Linked DNA regions of Mus musculus: regions 1 and 3 are each linked to region 2. Evidence: chromatin contacts called from public ChIA-PET and HiChIP or PLAC-seq data. All regions are on one chromosome and are shown on one strand. The core of a region is the stretch at or near the end of the contact, and the rest is flanking DNA. Distances in the headings are between cores, read along the strand shown.

Region 1 (3,706 bases), core at 953-3,452, 530 kb after region 2:
ACATCCCTCTCTAGCCTTACATACATACTTACACACACACACACACACACAAGCACACACACAAACACACTCTTACCACACACACCACTACAAAAAGAAGTCAAAGTAGCAATTTTGTGTCATGTGTATTTTACTACAATTTTTTAAAAAATGCTTGCATGAATAAAAGGGGTACATTTTAGAAACAGAAAAGAATTTCCAATTTTTATGAGTATTCTACCTGACAGATGCTGCAGGACTTGACCCAGAGATTAAATCTATTTCTGAGATGTTTATCTACCCTTGCATGGTGGGGGTGTAGAAGGAGCAGGGAAGATCGTATGGGATCTAATAATATTCGGGGGGAAAAATTTAGTTCCCTCCAACTTCATTTCCTTGTTTTCCACAAGACTGTGTGTTTCTCTGTCGTGGTGCACAGAACAAGGTCTGATGCGTCCTTCACAAAGAACCATTGATGGCGTGTCTGTGTGAATTGCCCTGGCTTTGGTCACAGCCAAGTTCTGCGGGACCCACTGCCCCTCGTTCGACAATACACTCCACTGTGTGTAGCCATTTATGAAAGGTCAGAAATGAACTGAGAAATGGCTGGAGTCAAAAACATGTGGCCCTATAAATATCAGAGTCAGACGGCTTCAGGCATTTCCCCAGTCTCGTTTCTGCTCCATTCAGCTGTCTCCGCAAGCCTCTGCTGAGGTGCCTGGCATTTTGTGGGCACCTTACTTTGTACAGTTCTGCAGAGGAAGCTACCTTCTTCACTTGCTGCCCTTCTTGCCCAGCCCAGTAGCATAGAACCATTAATAGAGTTGTTTTGATTTGTTTTTGTTTTTTAAGTTAGAATTTCTTCTCGGGAGCCCTGGCAGCCCGTTCTGCAATGCTCTGTCTTATTTTAAGATTTTCCACTTTGCATTAGTAGCGACTTTGCCTAGTTACCGACCTGACACCAAAGGTGTTCTGTGAGCTGAAGGGTTTGCAGATTTGGGCTCCGTGAGTCCTATTGGGACATTGACCATGACATTAGCTGCCAGACTGGATGACTTCGAGATGACACTGGAGCACCTGTTCATGGATGTGTTTGTAAGTAAAAGCTTTCCATTCCCACATGCAAGGATTGTCCCTGCAATCCCAAATAGGGATTGTGTCCCCATATGAACAGAAGCTTCTAGCTTGCAATTGTGCTGTTTCTACTCCAATATACAGAAGGGGAAGTTGGGGTGGGGTGGGGTGGGGTGGGGTGGGTATTGTTCCTAAATGTCCAGTGACACAGAACTGCCCACATGGATCAATGCCACACCACTGGCAGAGGTGTGGCATTTTGAATGAAGTCAGCTCTAGAGGTCTAAATGAATGGGCGGAACAGAGAAAACAACACTTCCCACTACCCCCGCAGAGATCAAACCACTTCTGTTTGCGTTCCCTGGAGGAATCAGATTTGTTTGTGAAGCAATCATTCCAGAGGGCTGGGGGTATGGGGTGGGCAGTGAGGAATTCACAGTGCTCAAAACACTGGTGATTCCATGTAGAGAAATGCAGATTACTAGGTAGTGCCACAAATCACACTGTCCACAGAAACTGGTTTCATATGGGTTCTCCAGGAATTTGTTTGATAAGATGAAGCTGTTTGGTTTGATTTATTTTCCTTTAAAGAAAAGGGCAACCGACAGGGAACACACACACACACACACACACACACACACACACACGCACCTCTTCCCACAATGATTTTCTGAATTTTAGCAAAAGCCATGTCAACAAAGTCACTCCCCCAGCCCAGCCACCGGGGCTCCTTACACTTTGGGCTCTCACTATGGGGCACAGGTCTGCTCTCTGTGGGTCACTGATGGTGAACAGGGACTGCAGAAGCAGAGGCTTGCAGGTGGCAATGCAGCTGGAAGGTGTTGGCCTGTGCTCTTTCCAAGAACAACAGTTGTTCTGCCAGGGGAGACGGCCGCAGCGCTTGCTGTGAGGGCACACCGTCTGTGTTTAAAATGAGGAAAGGCCCCAGAGGGCTGGCCTTTCTTGGCTATACATCACTGGGGCCCTTTCAGGGACTTCACAATGAATGGTGTATTTTGGCAGACAGGAGAGTCTGGAGCATTACTTATTATTAATTTATAATTTGTCTTCAAATGGATACCATTCCATGCTGGCGGGATTCCCAGAGGGCCGGTCTCTTGAAGGAGAGTGTGGGGAGCTGAGTCACTTGCGTCCATTCTGATCATAGTCATGGCACTGAGAAGTAAGCTTGAAGATAGAGTATGTGGTGGACCGTGGAGAGGGTCCTCCTGCATGTCTAGTCCTCGGTTGTCAGGTCACGGAATGTATAGTATGAAACTAGCATTGATCTGACTCGCTACCACGGCCTGAAGTCTGGCAGCAGTGGGGCAGGACTGAGACAGGGGGTGGACTCTGGCATAGCAAAGGATCAGTGGGAGTTTGATTGTCTCAGAGGGGAAAAATAGAATAAAAAAATGTCTTAAAATACTCCAAGTTCATTAATTTGTTGCTTTGACCTCTCTAATTTCCCTTCTACTCCCTCTAAACTCCCATAGTCTTGTTTCCATGTCTGGCAATGCTCTCCCTCTTCAAGAGGATGCTCTCAAATGCCCCATCCTTTTAAATAAATATCTCTCAGTTGATTATTCTAACCATTTTTCCGATCCCAATTGGACAGTTTGTTCGCCCATGCTCTTGAGGAGAATGTTGACTGCCCTGCTCTGTCTCTTTCCCCTGGCACAGTGTCTCTCTGAACCTGAAAACAGGCTGCCAGTCAGCACGCACCAAGGCTTCTGTAAGATGAGAGAGTCGGTCACATCACTTGTTTCATAATCCCTTGTTACCACGTGGGGCTTCGCTAGCTGCAGCTGTGCAGCTGCCTTCAGTTCCCAGCACCCGCATCACACCACCTTTACCTCCAGCTCCATAGGACCTGATGTCCTCTCCTGGCCTCCAAGGGTAACTGAACTCATATATACCCCCTGCCAAACAAATGCATACATCTAAAATTTTTATTAATGATAAATATTTTAAAAGAATAGCAAGTATAGAATTTCTTGTTATATGTGAACTGCTTCTGCTGTCAGTCCATCTTCCTCTTGTTTCAGAAGATGAGAAGACTTGTTGCTTATCTCTCATCTCTAGTAGGCATAGCTCAGTGGCTCTGCCTTCCACGGACATTCCAAGACCTCTCCATAGACCAACTGAAGAAAAAGGACAACAGGAAACCAAGCAGATGTCATGAAACATTCTTTGTTGCATTAAATAGCTTGATTATCTACACTTGAATCTATCCTTTCAAAAGGAGGCAGATGCCTCCAGCTCTCGACTCTTCTGTCTAGCTTCTGTTGCCAGCATTCCATATGCACATTCTTATGACCATCCAGAACTTTCTCATTATTAACCTGTTATGCTGAGTTCTTTCTTAAATATTATTTATTTATTTTTATATAAGTACTCTGTAGCTGTCATCAGACACACCAGAAGAGGGCATCAGATCACATTACAGATGGTTGTGGGCCACCAGTAGTTGCTGAGAATTGAACTCAGGACCACTGGAAGAGCAGTCAGTGCTCTTAACCACTGAGCCATCTCTCCAGCCCCCTTATGCTGAGTTCTTATCTGGCTCAAGCTTCCTCTAACATTGCTCCTTCTGTTTGCAACTTTATTTTGATTCTTATCAACATTTGTGCATGGCAATTTCATGAACATA
Region 2 (3,966 bases), core at 482-2,981:
CATAGAGAAACCCTGTCTCAAAAAAAAAAAGAAGCTGGTGGTTACGATGGTGTTGTTTTACTGTGTCCTCCTTCCTTCACTGTCTCCCACTAAGATCTTTCAAGTCATTGTGAGCCACATTCAGCTGATCCCATTGTCACATGAAGCATGACGCACGGAGGAGGTGACCACTCAGACTGTAATTTCCAAATTTAAGTGTATTTTCTTTGTTCTACACTAAATATAATAGTTCCGGATCCTTCATGATAGAATCAAGCTATGTGTCCCCAAAAGCAGATGTCTTAGAAGGTGAGTGTGTGTCACGCACACACACACACACACGCACACACACACACAGTGGACAGTAAGGGAAGGCAGACTAATTCTGTGAGGTCAAATAAGAGAAACTAGTATCCCTTCTACCGTGAAGGCTTTGAAACGTGGGGACTTTGGAGACTGTGGTGGTAAGTGAAGGTAGAAATGAGAGCTGCTGTTGAACTGATAAGTCAGAGGGTGAAACGGATTATTACTTCAATACTGAACATTCATAGATGAAATTAGGATCCTTCCCTCCCTACCTCCCTCCCTTCTTTCCTTCCTTCCCACGGAGTCTTGCTATAAGGCTCAGGCTGGCCTTCAGTTCATGATCCCCTCCCCTTTTCTTCTTTTTTCCTTTGTGGTGCTGAGGATAGAACCCCTGGCCTTATGCAGCTAGGCAAGCGGGGCACCAGCCCTGATGGACTTTCTTCCTAACAGGTTACATGCATTCTGTGTTTAAGTATTTTCTAACTATAAAATGAGGTTTTCTCATATACTTGGAATCTTATTCAGTATGATACTTATAAGATTGCAAACCAGAATTTAGTTCCAGGTTTTGTTCCTTTATTTGTCTTGAAAAAAAAAAAAACTTTTAAAAGAATTGCTCATTCTTTTCCCTTATATTTTTTCTACATTTTACTTTCAGCATTTGATCTCTTTAAGAAGGTAGAATCATTTTTTTTCACATTAGTTTTTTTTTTCCCCCACAAGGGAAGTCATGATACATGCGCCCTTTGTTAGAGAATTATTTTATAATTGTTCATCCGGAAGCAATTCACAAGTTCCTTTATAGCCAACTGTAGTAAGGGTGAAGCTGGTGTTGTGACTGTGCAGACGTGTCATTTGTCTGTGTCCTTCTTATTTACTTAGTCACCAGTCGTCCCTATGTTTGTATATTTAAAGACAGGTTCCTTTAAAAGTAAGCCCTGCCTCTTGCGACACCAACTGTGAGAGAAGTCGGAGCTGAGGGCAAGTCTCTGGGTGCTGAGTTACTGGGTAATGAACCCTGTGGCAGCAAAGGACATGGAAACGTGTGGGACTCGGTTGGCTGCTGGGAGGGTGATGGATTTTCATTGCATTAGGAAGGGCATGGGGTACAGCTCCCACTCTTTACTTGCTCACTGTAGCTGTTAAGAAGGTTTGTTTAAGGAAGACATGTTGCACGTAGTTGAAGTTGGTGTTTGGCTGCAGTACTGTCCGACAGTCATAGGTTGACAGCTGTGCCATGGGTTGCTGGAGTGAGCAAGTAGATGGGGATGTGTTGGTTCCTGGGGCCAGAGCCCTAATACCCAGTAATCAGGGTGGGCCACAGCCTCAGTGGTGGGAGGTTGGTGTTTTCACATACGGTGTGGGAGGGTGGAGCACCACGGGGAGTTGTCTTAGGTACTGTTCTGTGGCTCTGAAAAGGCCGTGACTGAGGCAACACCTAGGAACGAAGAATCGAATCATGGGCTTGCTCTACAGCTTCAGAAGTTAGTCTGTTATCACCATGGTAAAGAGCATGCCAGCACACAGGCAGAAGTAGCTGAGAGTTCTACATCCTCATCTGTAGGCTGGGGGCAGAGGGGGGCAGGAACAGGACTTTTAAACCCCCACAGAATAGATGTGGCCTTGTTGTGGGAAGTATTTGGGTTCTGGGGATGTGAACTCAGGTTGTTAGGTTTCCATGCAAGTATGGGTACTCACTGAGCTGTCTCTCATTCTGAATTTTGAAATTTTTTTTTTATTCAGTTTTGGGGATAGAATTTGGATACTTGCATATTCTAGGCAAGATTCTACCACTGAGCCAGAACCCCAGTGCTGGAGTGTTTTGTAGGCAGTGAGCATCCTTCCGATTCCCCTAAGGATAAAGGTCATTATGCCTTGCAGACATCATGGCACCTGAGGTGTAGCCAGCTTATTCTAGCTCCTCACTGCCTGTGTTCCTTGTTTGCTAGGAAGGCAGTTGCTGTTTTCCTCGGTCTGATTTGCAGAGTTCCCTGTGCCAGCCTGTGGCTGGATAGCCAGCCCGGGGCTTAAGTTGAATCAGCTTCTTAAGTTGAATCAGCTTCAGGATTGGGTGTGTAGGGGGCAGGTTACCCAGGCCACTGTTTATAGCAAGGCAGTAGTTTCTGGGCGCTGAGGTGCTCTTGTCTTTGTTTGTCTTGTGGCTCCTCAGGGCAGCCTGTGGGAAATGGGAAAGTGGAAAGGCCTGGTGTCTTAGGAAGACAGGCCTGCAGAGGGAGTGAAATAATGTGTGGGGTTCATTCTGAGAAAGAGTTGAAGGAGTTGACACCCCTGCGGTGTTCCTGTGCCCACATTGACTACAAATGTGCTTACATCTGGACACCTGCCAAACCTCCTTCCTATAAACGGGTGTTTCCACACAGTGAAGCTGAGGCCCAGGAGGCTTCTATTGAAACCTTCCCATCCTTACTGATTACAGCTTTTGCTATGGAGATGCTGTGGGCTCTAAATACTTAGAAGCCATATATTGTTTCTCATTTTCCCTTTCAGCTTTGGAGCTGAGGCCCAGGGGCTCCTTGGCCAGGAGGCTGCTATGTCCACGAAGACAGGTGAACTTAGTATGAGTTGGTTTGTTCAGCCACCAGCGTGAACTGTGACAGACTGGGTGGCTTGTTCAGCATGTCTTTCTCCTCTTCAGTTCCAGAAGGCTGAGATTCAGACACAAGCTGTGTGGGGTCTCGCTGTGGCTTGACCACTGAGCCATCCCTACAGCTCTTTGTTCCTTATAAGGACACTAATCCTGTCATAAGTCTCGTGGTTTCCTTTAAATCCACGTACCTTTCAAAGAACTCAACTTAAGAAGCTCTCCCTTTGAGGGTGGATTATAGACTTAGCTCCTTTGAATTTTGGGGGAACATAATTCATAACTGTACATGGATGAGGCTGGGTTAATTTTCAACTGAGAGTCATTGCTGCTCCCTTCTCACAGACGCTATGCTGGGTCCGCAAGCCCCCGACTTGCTTTGTAGCTAGGTTGTTCACACTGTTCTGGACACTGAGAAAACAAGCAAAGCCTAAGGGCTTCGGAAAGTCCCTCCCTGCAGGTGAAGAGCCAGTGTGGGGCTTTTCCTGTCTTCCCTCCCCTTCCCACTGTGTCTACAGAGGGTGGTAGAGGCAGGGTTGGACATTGCAGAGAACTCAGGACGCCTATGAACTCTATGCCATTTTAGTGTCAGCTTCAGCTCCTTGTAGGCATGTTATTGGAACCCAAGAGTATCTCACAGTAGACTCTAGAAGGGAGAACTTCATCTTCCTGGAGCTGACAGAAACCAGGAGGTTGTCTCTAAGACCTTGTCTCTAAGCCTCTCTGTATTCTCACTCATAGAACCCATACCGTTGTCTCACTTCAGATTTCCTTGGTGTGTTTCTCTCAGCTCCTGGACACTCAGGGCCCTGTTTTACTCACCGCAGGGCGTCAGGGTCTGCCTCCCAGCCCGTGTTTAGGAGAGAAACATGAAGATGAGTAAATGCTTGGGCAAGCTCTCCCGTTCTGGCCTCAGGCTGGCTCTGTTGTTTTCTTCCTACCTTGCCTTTGATGTCCTTCATAACTAAGTGGCAACTTGTTGTTCACAGAAAAACCCATGAGGTAGCCTGAAGAGAGGTAAGTGGGAAAACAGACTTTAATTAGCTGTATCTGAGCTGTGTAAATAACTGTTCCCGAGG
Region 3 (3,996 bases), core at 1,094-3,593, 830 kb after region 2:
GGCCTGAGTTGAAAAGGAGAGGAAAATGGAAGGTGGTCTCTTCCACTTCTATTTGGTGGAGGGCGGAGGTAACAAACTCACTCCTATGGGTGTCCAAGGGTGATACTAGGATAGATATATGTACCTGTGGAAGAGAACTAAGACTGACACTGTATAGTCTGAGTAAACGACTTTGGTGGTAAGGTTTTAACATCAGAAGAGAGATCTCCCTGCCCTCTTCCAGACACATCAGTATTTCTACTTAGCCAAGCTCTGTGTCAACTTCCTCATCTTTGCTGAGAGCACAGAAGAAAGATCATGGAGATTTGCATTTCATCTCCAAACCTCCATATTACAATAGAGCAAGAGCCCTGGGACAGCAGGATCAGCTCCCGGGGTTCCTGAGCCAAGGAACAGTGCGCCTATGCCTTACCCACAAGTAATGGTTTCAATTAGATAATCTATCAGATGCTGTTAATGTTTAAACACAGATTGTCTCTCTATTCACCTCCTTCCCTCCTTCTTAGCATGGAGTGCCCTCTTCAAGTGACATTTGTGTATTTCCCTTTTGGCAAAAAGTGCCACTTAATCTCCCCCAAGAGCAAGCCACCCCGAAGACTCCCAGACACCCCCAAAAGATGCTTGCTTTTCAAAGAACTTCCACTTCACTACTTACTGAACTAATGATTCCATTTGTAAAGTCTCCAAGCATGTGTTGTTCGTGTTGGAAATCACACTGAACTTGCAGAGATGGCCCCTGGAGATGGCACACTGATCCTGCCATCTGCAACGTGGCATTATACCACAGGGTCTCTAGGACGTCTCTGATGTAAGGAATTCATCCTTGAGAACTTCTCTGGGAAATAAATATCTCGTTGTCATAAAGGGGAGTCTAACCCCTTTCTCCATATTCACTCCTGGGTATCTGCCAAGCCTCTCCCTCCCAGCTTCTACAGATCTGTTGGGACTTGGCTGTCTTCATTTGCTTGTCTTAACTTTTCATTTTCCCCTTAGAGGCCAAACAGGCAGTCATTTCCTTCCCTCGATTTTACAGACAACAGATTTCTTTCTTGCTGGGGGTGGAGATGGGGGATATTACTATTTGTGTTATATTTCCCTTCCTTCCAAAGAGGAAAGCTCCCCTTCCACCTTCTGGATTGAGGGTGGGAGCAGGGGGCCTGCTCATCTGCATCTGTCTGTGAAAACAGATGCACAGGTCTCTGCGAATCCTCAGCAGGATGCAAACTCATATCCGGTGCCGACTGGCTTGGGATCTTTGGAATGACTGCAACAAATTCTCCATTGCAGCTGAGTGAGGAGAGCCTTCCATATGGTCACAGGGAGAGGGCTTCTGTTTGCTCTGTGGCCCCTCCACATGTGGTCTCTTCACATACAGCTGCCACCAGCCCGGTCTAGGTTCCCCAGCTGGAAAATGGAAAATGGGTCCCAAGTCCACAGTAATATCTGTGATGCCATCTGGTTTCCCCTGAAGATCCCCAAATGCCCACTGAAAATGACTTTCTTTGCCTAGCCATGTTTGGATAATAATCATCTTCCTAGGGCTGGGAATGTAGCTCCCTTGGTGGAATCCTTACCTGGCGTACTTAAAGCCCCAAATTCAATCCCAGCACCATATAAACGACTGGTGCTCATATTTACCTCTTTAATGGCAGAACTCAATAAGTAGAGGCAGGAAAATCAGGGTCAAGGTCATATATATGGAGGTCAAGGTCAGCCTGAGCTAGAGACCTTGTCTCCAAAAATACACCTATAACCAACTGTCTTCTTCACCATCAGCTCTTCCTCCCTCCCTCCAGTGACCTCGTTCAGTAGAAGCCTTTGGGTTAGGAGTGTAATATGATCGTGAACTCTAGCCTAGAATCCAAGTAGAGATCTCACTAACTCAGGAAAGGTTTTCTGGAGAACTCAGCTGATGGTAGGTTTTCCTGGCTGTCATCAGAGGGAGGCTGAACCACCTCAATGAAGTGATCATTCAGAAACCAAGCCAGTCCCCTAGCTGGCCCCTGTGTTGTGGTGCTTCCGGGCAACGATTGTGCCCTCCATCCTCATTGTTTGCTTGTCTCCGATTCCTCCAGTGGGTGGAACTGAGGGCTGAGACTATGTCTCCCCCATATTACCTTGCACATGGAAGGGACTCCAAAAACCTCTGTTGTCGCACCAGGAGATCTGAAGACCGCCACTGGCTTCCTGTCCTTTGGCCTTCTCTTGAGTTTTGAGATCAGCGTATGTGGCATGTGGTCCTGCCAGGAAGGAAGATGCAAGCAGATGCAACCCACAGGGTGTTGTTGCCTTGACACCAGAGTAGTGAGACAGAATGTTCCCCCTCTCACCGAGTTTCCATTCAAAGGATAAGCAGGCCACACAGAACAGAGCTTGTGCCCCACCTCTGCCTCCCTGTGCCAGCCACCATGACCTCTGTGGTAAGAGTAGAGGTAACGCTTCTCTGAGGACTCAATGAATTGTAGCATGTAAGAATCCCTGCTGAGTTCTATTAAACAATCAAACAAACAAACAAAACCCACTTTTCCCCCTCTGCCCGCAAGCTTCCTGAACTGACAGGGCCAGCCACACCAGCCACCACTCCTCATTTTCTTGCCTGTCCACTCAGGGCTCTTCCTTTTTTTTCCCAACATGAATCGTTCTGAAATGGAGATGCCAACACCCTAATAAAAGCGAGGAAAGATTTCTAAGAACAATGACTAGTATTCACATGGCATTTAGCATGTTCTGAGTTATCTTTTAGCATCGCCCAAATGTTATCCTGCTTCATTCTCCCAATATTTGTAGAGCCCTGTTTTCATTGCCCAGTTCACAGGAAACAGAGACCTAGGAAAGTTCTAGAACCTGCCACCTCCCATCCCAGATCCACTCAGAAGCTAAGCTGAAACATACACACAGACCCAATAACCCTAGACCCCAGACTGCAGGCTCCAGCTTTAGGAGGGCGCTATACCAGTTTGTTTCCCAGACTATCCTTTTCTGTACATCTGAGTACCCTCTCTAGAAGGATATTCATGTATTATCAATTACCTTTCAGAAATATTCATCTCACCTGCTTTTCACTGGCTCCTACACCAACCCGCTATTCCTTCCATCCCTTCCCGGGCAGCGCCTGGCTACTGTTTTTTTTCCATGTATCAATTTTGAAATTTCACTCTTCCAGGTACAGTAGAGATGACACATCTATCTTCTTATTTCATCTTACAGACAGCTCCAGTTTAAGACTATTTAGTATTCAGGATCAGGAAGAGATAAACCCTTTAGGCTCTTGTTGGTAATTAGACATCCATCCCCTCCTCCCTGCCCCCACCCCTCCACCCCTGCCTGCCTCTGTCAGGAGGCAGGGTTGGGAGAGTGCCATTCCTAGAGGTTTGGGTAGTGAAGGAAGGAGGTCATACTGTCTATAACATTCCTTTGGTAAAACTTGAAGAAATGAAGGCTAATGGCTGAGAAGGAATGGCCTAAGTTGGTTGTTTATTGGGTAATCAGTGTTTCAAGTTCGGAGACATTTTAGAAGGTGGTCACTTTCTAGGTAGGACCAGGATGGTTCTCAAGAAGGTGAAATGCCAGCCAGGCGAGGTGGCACACGCCTTTAATCCCAGCACTTGGGAGGCAGAGGCAGGCGGGTTTCTGAGTTCGAGGCCAGCCTGGTCTACAGAGTGAGTTCCAGGACAGCAGAGAAACCCTGTCGGGGGTGGGGGGGGGATTCACATATAACCCTGAGGGGTCTTGCATGTGCAATATGTATTGGTTCAAACAATTGATAACAGACTAATTATAGTGCCAGACTTCCCCAAGGCCAGATACAGACTATGAAATTATGTTTGTCAGCTGGGTGTGGTCATGCAGGCCTTTAATCCCAGCACAGAAGTAGAGGCAAGTGATCACTGAGAGTTCAAGGCCAGCCTGGTCTACAGACAAACAAACCAACCCAGATGGACAGGGTAAAGTATCATGTATTTGTGTCCTGAACTTATAGTGGGAGAAATTCCCACT

What was found. ChIA-PET counts read pairs in DNA pulled down with a chosen protein or histone mark. HiChIP or PLAC-seq counts read pairs in DNA pulled down with a chosen protein or histone mark.
Region 1: a contact with region 2 is called in a FOXA1 HiChIP or PLAC-seq map of pancreatic cancer cells. The contact joins two enhancer-like sites.
Region 3: an RNA polymerase II ChIA-PET map of memory CD8 T cells shows a contact between it and region 2, with 14 read pairs. The contact joins two enhancer-like sites. A contact is called at or near these places in 3 of 115 datasets of contacts at active chromatin or transcription factors (astrocytes, memory CD8 T cells and microglia).

The regions. Positions count from the first base shown.
Region 1 is chr2:4,284,604-4,288,309 of GRCm38.p6, forward strand. The region is part of intron 1 of Frmd4a (FERM domain containing 4A); the gene reads left to right. Among named protein-coding and RNA genes, the nearest start is that of Gm39752, 39 kb to the left of the region's middle. Within about 2 kb of position 2,203, at least 40 of the 459 cell types and tissues checked have an H3K27ac peak or open chromatin away from gene starts, as enhancers often do. A contact at or near this core is called in pancreatic cancer cells, where this site is marked.
Region 2 is chr2:3,751,335-3,755,300 of GRCm38.p6, forward strand. The region is part of intron 1 of Fam107b (family with sequence similarity 107, member B); the gene reads left to right. Among named protein-coding and RNA genes, the nearest start is that of Fam107b, 40 kb to the left of the region's middle. Within about 2 kb of position 1,732, at least 105 of the 459 cell types and tissues checked have an H3K27ac peak or open chromatin away from gene starts, as enhancers often do. A contact at or near this core is called in memory CD8 T cells and pancreatic cancer cells, where this site is marked.
Region 3 is chr2:4,578,613-4,582,608 of GRCm38.p6, forward strand. All of the region lies in intron 14 of Frmd4a (FERM domain containing 4A), which reads left to right. Among named protein-coding and RNA genes, the nearest start is that of Gm13179, 14 kb to the right of the region's middle. Within about 2 kb of position 2,344, at least 43 of the 459 cell types and tissues checked have an H3K27ac peak or open chromatin away from gene starts, as enhancers often do. A contact at or near this core is called in memory CD8 T cells, where this site is marked.